2 separate regions of the Sus scrofa genome follow, and region 1 is linked to region 2. The links are chromatin contacts, called in public Hi-C maps. All regions are on one chromosome and are shown on one strand. The core of a region is the stretch at or near the end of the contact, and the rest is flanking DNA. Distances in the headings are between cores, read along the strand shown. Region 1 has its middle 83 kb from the start of ARMC2. Region 2 overlaps FOXO3 (forkhead box O3).

Region 1 (2,700 bases), core at 24-2,523, 180 kb after region 2:
TGAAAGTGAAACATGAAAGCCACAAGCCTCCCTTCCTAGAAGCAGTTTTCGGAAAGCAAGTTGTCAGCACCCTTTGACATGTGGTCACCTGCAAAAGCGTTGCTGATACCATGTCCCCGTGAGCTACATGTTGAAGTTCCCCAACATCTGGCAGCTGAGCTGCTACTGGCTTTTTTAAGCACAAGTAAAACCCAGCATTCAAATGTTCCCAATTTAGCTACTTAAGCCTGATGTTGGGTGCCTCTACCTTGGCCCACAGCTGCCAGCAATTCAAAATCTTATAGAGTCATTTTAATTTTTTTTTTTCTTTTTTTGAGTCTGTGTATTCTCCTCATTCCTGGTGGTGGTGAAGTCATACTGGAGGAATTTTTACAGGGGCAGACGTTGTTGTGTCTGACCAGTGATAAGTGTCCAAAAGGTTTCCCTGGGGCTGGGGCTGTCCTTAGAAGAGAACAGAAAAAGCTGCCTCAAAGCTGGAAACCCTGTGTCCAGTTAACTCCTTATAAAGAGCCCAGTCCTCTCTGCAGCCAGCCCCTCCTCTGCAGGAGCCAATTATAAATGGTGGTGGTGCCATAGAGGCAGTGGCGGTGGTAGGAGCACCGGACCCTGTCTTATTTCTCCTTCACACCTGGGCAGGGTGAGAAGCTGGTTTGCTGGGAGGCAGAACTCTGGAACTCATGGACGCCATCCTCAAGGGCCAACCATCCCGTCTTGGGGATCCCTTCATCCACTGTGGAAACTGCCCAGGACCTGGGGGCTCCCAGCCCTCCCTCTCCCTCTACGTTCCTTCTCCCGATGGGCTCCAGGTGAGTGCCACGTTCTGCCAGGAAGGTGTGGAGTCTGGGTATCAGCACCGGAAGGGGCTCCAGAGACTACCTCACTTCACTTTCTGATTCGACGTACGGGGGAAACGGCAGAGAGAGGAGTTGTCTCGGATCACATCACTCATTAGTGGCCTGGCTTTAGGTCGGGCCCCTAGGCCAGCATGTTTGGCGCAGTAATAGATGAGAGCCAGCTTTTACCTAGTGTTTTCTGTGTGCGAGGACCTGTTGTAAGGTATGTCTGGTGGTGTGTGTATACACATAGAGAGAGGTATGATCTTTGCCATTTTATGCATAAAGAATCTAAAGCACAGAGAGGTTAAGTAACTTGCCCGGAGTCGCAGCTAGTAAGTGGCAGAATGAGGATTTGAACTCAGGCAGTCAGTCGGCTCTGCTCTTGACCGCAGCACTTCTCCTGGCCTGCTTGTGCCCAGTGTTTATTCGCTTCTGTTCCTTGGCCAGAGGATTCTTAACTTATTATCTTAACCCCGGAGAAACATTTCCCAAAACATTGAGCAAGAGGTGCTACACCAATCACCCAAAACTAAAACAAAGCAGAAATAAATTCCATGGTCAAATAAATTCTCAATGTTTTATCAAATTAGGCTAAACAGAATTATTTTTACCACAGAACTTCTCAGAGCCTTTAATATGCTAATGGTCATTGTGAATTCTCTAAGACTGTCTAAAAGCATTTCCTAACCATTTTGGATCATAGAACATTTTTTGATGCAATAATGTCATTACACACCACGTAACTTCTGGAAAACTCAGTGAAGTAAAAATAGGCAAATTGAGTCTTATTGTTATGAAAATAGTTTTGACCTCAAGAATCCTCTAAAATGGAAAACAGTTTTGACTCAAAGACAACCCCCTCCCCAGGTTCCCTGGAACACATGCTGAGAACTGATGTCCTAGACAGTAATATATTAAAAATAAGACTTGAAGCATATTACCATGGGGCTTAATATCATTTTGCCCTTGCAAAGGACAAGGAGAAAAGCAAAGGAAAGAATACGGATGTGTTTTAAAAATCGTTCCCGTTCCCATCATGCCGCAGTGGAAACGAATCCCACTAGGAACCATAAAGTTTTGGGTTCGATCCCTGGCCTCGCTTAATGGGTTAAGGATCTGGCGTGGCTGTGGCTGTGGCATAGGCCAGAAGCTGTGGCCCCGATTCAACTCCTGGCCTGGGAACCTCCATATGTAGTGGGTATGGCCCTAAAAAAAAAAAAAAAAATTTGATCCCTCATTCTACTAACTCCTAATCATCCCTTTTTCTTTATTATTTTCTCTTTCCTCCTTTTTCTTTCCATTAAAAAATTCATTGTTGCTCCATAGAGGATTCAAGGTAGCTTACTATTCCAATAAGTTAACATTCTTGTTGATAGGGACATATTTAAGTCTAAGCAAAATGGCATTTGAGTGGGGCTCCTCGCCCTTCACCCAATCCCCCAATTCTCCTTACTTTACATCTATAAAGTTAACCTGCCCTTTTGATCATTAGCATTTTTTGTATTTGTGTAAGGCCATGTCTTTCTAGAAAGAGGCATGAGTTCAGATACACTTTGCATATGGCAGGAGATGTGACACGTGGGGCCATAGCACCTGCGCCTGAGCACAGGTGGCTCATCTGAGTGAGCTGTCCAGGTCAGGGTTCCTGTGGGACGGAGACTCAAGATAGGGACGTGCTGCAGTGGATACCTGCATGGGACACAAGACGGTGAGGCGCCCTGGTGAGAAGTAGTCGCTCTTTCCCTTTTAGGGGCTTGTCCAAAGGTGCACTTTATTCATTTAACAATTTTATCTAAGGTCTGCCCTTGATCCGAGGTTCTGGTGTGTTTATATTAGACCAGAGGTCTTTGAACCTGACCTCAGC
Region 2 (2,984 bases), core at 148-2,647:
AGGGCTTCCCCCTCCTTCCTGCTCTGACTTTTCACTGGTCTGTCTTGTGACCCCCCTATTTGCAAGAAGGCCAAAGGGCCCTGCCTCCTAAATGTAAGGGTCATTTAAGAGTGAAGATACTTTTTAAGGCCACTTTAACAGAGTTAAAAGCTCTTAGGTTCTCGTGACAATCTGCTAACCATTTGTATTGCTGGTGACCTCATTTAAGAATGTGTTTTATTTCATCAGTTTTAAGTTGATAAGTTCAACAAAGATAGAGGTGATAGGTGTGAATTGTTTAAGTAAATTGCTTTTTTGAACAGTCTATTTTTAAAAATTCCGTTCGTTTATCTCTGCAGTTGTGAGTGTGTTGATTCATTGGCATGGACTGGATAGCATAGCATTTTTTAAAGCTGAACTAAATGAAAACTTAAGATTTATAAAAAAAGACATAACCGAGGTTGTTGTACAATTTACTTAATTAATGAGGTGTTACATTCTTTAAAAATCGCATTTCAGAAACGCGGTTGGCGTCGACTTTATAGGAATGCGTTTGTTATACAGGATGAGATGAGATGTGCGGGCAGAGATCCAGACCCAGCTCTCCCTTCCTCCGTCTGGTCAGCACTGCTGCTACTTTATAGCCCTGCCCCCAGGCTCCCCCTTTCCTCCACCCCAAAGGCAGAGTCTAAGAAGAAACTGAGACTGTCTTTGTGGTGAGTGAAGATGCAGCATCCTGCTGGTCTGGGCTGGAGAAACAGAAACCAGCTCCCCTCGAAGGCACCTTGCCCTTGCACGCAAAGCCTCCGCAGGATGCTTTCTGCTCTGCTGGGATTATTTTCGGCAACTCGGGGAGGGCAAGAAAGGTGGTTTGCTCTAGTGTGACTGGAAGATGGAAAAGCTTGAAGGAATGCTGACAGTTTTTGATGGAAAGTCATGACAGTATCTTAGTTCTTTAACATTTATTGGGTAAATTTAGGTTCTGCAGAGGAGCAGTTTAAAATGGACATCCCCGAGGATCTTTGCTGAGGCAAAATAGCCAACTCTGGCTTTGGTCCGGTGGGGCTGGGGTAGTTTGGTGCAGATGCGTTTGGTGGAGAAGGGGGTGGCATCACGCATGGGACCTGCATAGGATTTCTGTGGCCATTCCACGTGTAGCTCTTGGCCATGCCCCAGCTTTGCTGAACTTCTCCAGAAGATTACTGTTTTTGAAAAAAGAAAATCTAGGTGGTGGCGAGGAATATAGGCTGCATTTAAACTGGCCTGTGTAATTTTCCTGGTCACAGGCAACCCACATTCTGGAGCTGTGTGACGTCAGTGCCCTGCCTGGGAGTCAGGAGTCTTGACCGGCCGGGCCTTGGCTGCCCTGGGCTGCACAGACGCCTGTCCAAGCCGGGTCCTTGTTTACTTCCTCTCTGGTGCTTGGGACATCGAGTACCGAGAAGGGCCGCGCGCCTACACGAGCTCCTGCCAGCATTCGGCCCTGCTGTTCCTGACTGTCTTGGAAAGCGCTCCATCCGTGAGGCAGGCTTTTGTTCTTCGAGTGCAGGCTTTATTCCCGGCCACACACCCGCTTCCCCATTCCAGAGCAGACCCGCAGGCCCCCTCCACAGCAGTCTAGCCCCGTGGGACCCTCAGCTCTAAGGGCTGTTAACTTTCAGAGCAGGAGGAGGAGTCAGGCCCAATCGATCTTGCTGCAGCAGGGTGGCTGGCTCTGCAGCACGGGGTCCTGAGACTGATATTTGGGAAAGCAGTGCTTTCTTTAGATGCTTATAGGAAAGTTAAGGGGCTTTTGGATTATACTGTGTTGTGAATGTGGATTCTAAAACACAGCCTTCAAATTGCAAGTATATAAAACAACTGTTTTGTACTGAACGTTAGTCAAGCTTAAGTGATCCTTTGCAATTTCACGAATAATCAAAACACAAAAGCATGTTGCCTAGGATGAAACTGTTGCAAAATCAAGTGATGTATTTTTATTCCTAAGGTAAATTTTCATCCTCTAGAGATTTATTCTTAATCAAAGGAGACCATCTTCTGTACATAGTATGTCATAATAAAAACCCTTAATCATTAGTATTTAGACAAAAACAGGCACATGGATATGTAAAGTTAAATGTCAAGACTGTAACTCATTAACAGGATTTAATTTAAATCCCCATCCCCCCCTTTTTTTTTTGCTTTTTAGGGCTGCACCTGCGGCCTATGGAAGTTCCCAGGCTACAGGTCAAATTGGAGCTGCAGCTGCCAGCCTACACCACAGCCACAGCCACAGCGGATCTCTCTCTGACCCACTGAGTGAGGCCAGGGATCGAACCTGCATCCTCTTGGATGCCTCAGTGGTCAGAATTGTTACCACTGAGCCACAATGGGAACTCCTATTTTTTTTTTTTTTTTTTTAGGAGTAATACTTTAATTAGAGGAAAGGAAAGGGGCAGTGGATAGACAAAATAAAAATACTTATTTACAGACTGTAATGGCCAAGGATTATGAATGGAGAATTGAGGTTGATTTTTCTGTCAGAATTTTGGATGCCATGTTTACAAAATCTCTTATGGTTCCAAAAATGTGCAGCTTTTCTCTTTTTAGTCTTGGCATTATTGCTCTTTTATGAGACTGGAGAGAATATTAGAGTTCCTTCTAGGGTAGCCTCCTCATTCAGTAGAAGAAACTAAGGCCCAGAAGTTGGTGGTGGGCTCAGAGCACTCACCTAGGGGTAGGCAGGGTGGTCTGGAAGCTGCATTCTTACTTTGGGCTTCTCCTTTAGAAGAAGCTCCTGCCTGCCTTTGTGACTATTTTAAAGACCTGTTTGGGACCTGGGTAGGGAATGGGGGCTGAGGGCACAGAGATTTCCTTTTGCCCCAGGGCATTAGAGTTTCTCATTCACAGCCCAAGTGTCTCTGGGACTCACTGGGAGCTCTTTTAGGGCCTCTCTTTTTGTTTTCTGTACCCTGTAATGGGGACTGAGGGTATCCATTTACATTCAGGATTGCCTACCACCTACC

What was found. Hi-C and Micro-C count contacts between places; a contact is called where the count stands out from the background.
Region 1: a Hi-C map of liver shows a contact between it and region 2, with 4 times the contacts expected there. The contact joins two enhancer-like sites. A contact is called at or near these places in 3 of 47 Hi-C or Micro-C datasets (all in liver) and 1 of 2 datasets of contacts at active chromatin or transcription factors (skeletal muscle).

Annotation. Positions count from the first base shown.
Region 1 is chr1:74,839,423-74,842,122 of Sscrofa11.1, forward strand. No RefSeq gene overlaps it. Among named protein-coding and RNA genes, the nearest start is that of ARMC2, 83 kb to the right of the region's middle. Within about 2 kb of position 1,274, at least 9 of the 83 cell types and tissues checked have an H3K27ac peak or open chromatin away from gene starts, as enhancers often do. A contact at or near this core is called in liver, where this site is marked.
Region 2 is chr1:74,656,009-74,658,992 of Sscrofa11.1, forward strand. All of the region lies in intron 1 of FOXO3 (forkhead box O3), which reads left to right. Among named protein-coding and RNA genes, the nearest start is that of FOXO3, 28 kb to the left of the region's middle. Within about 2 kb of position 1,398, at least 53 of the 83 cell types and tissues checked have an H3K27ac peak or open chromatin away from gene starts, as enhancers often do. A contact at or near this core is called in liver, where this site is marked.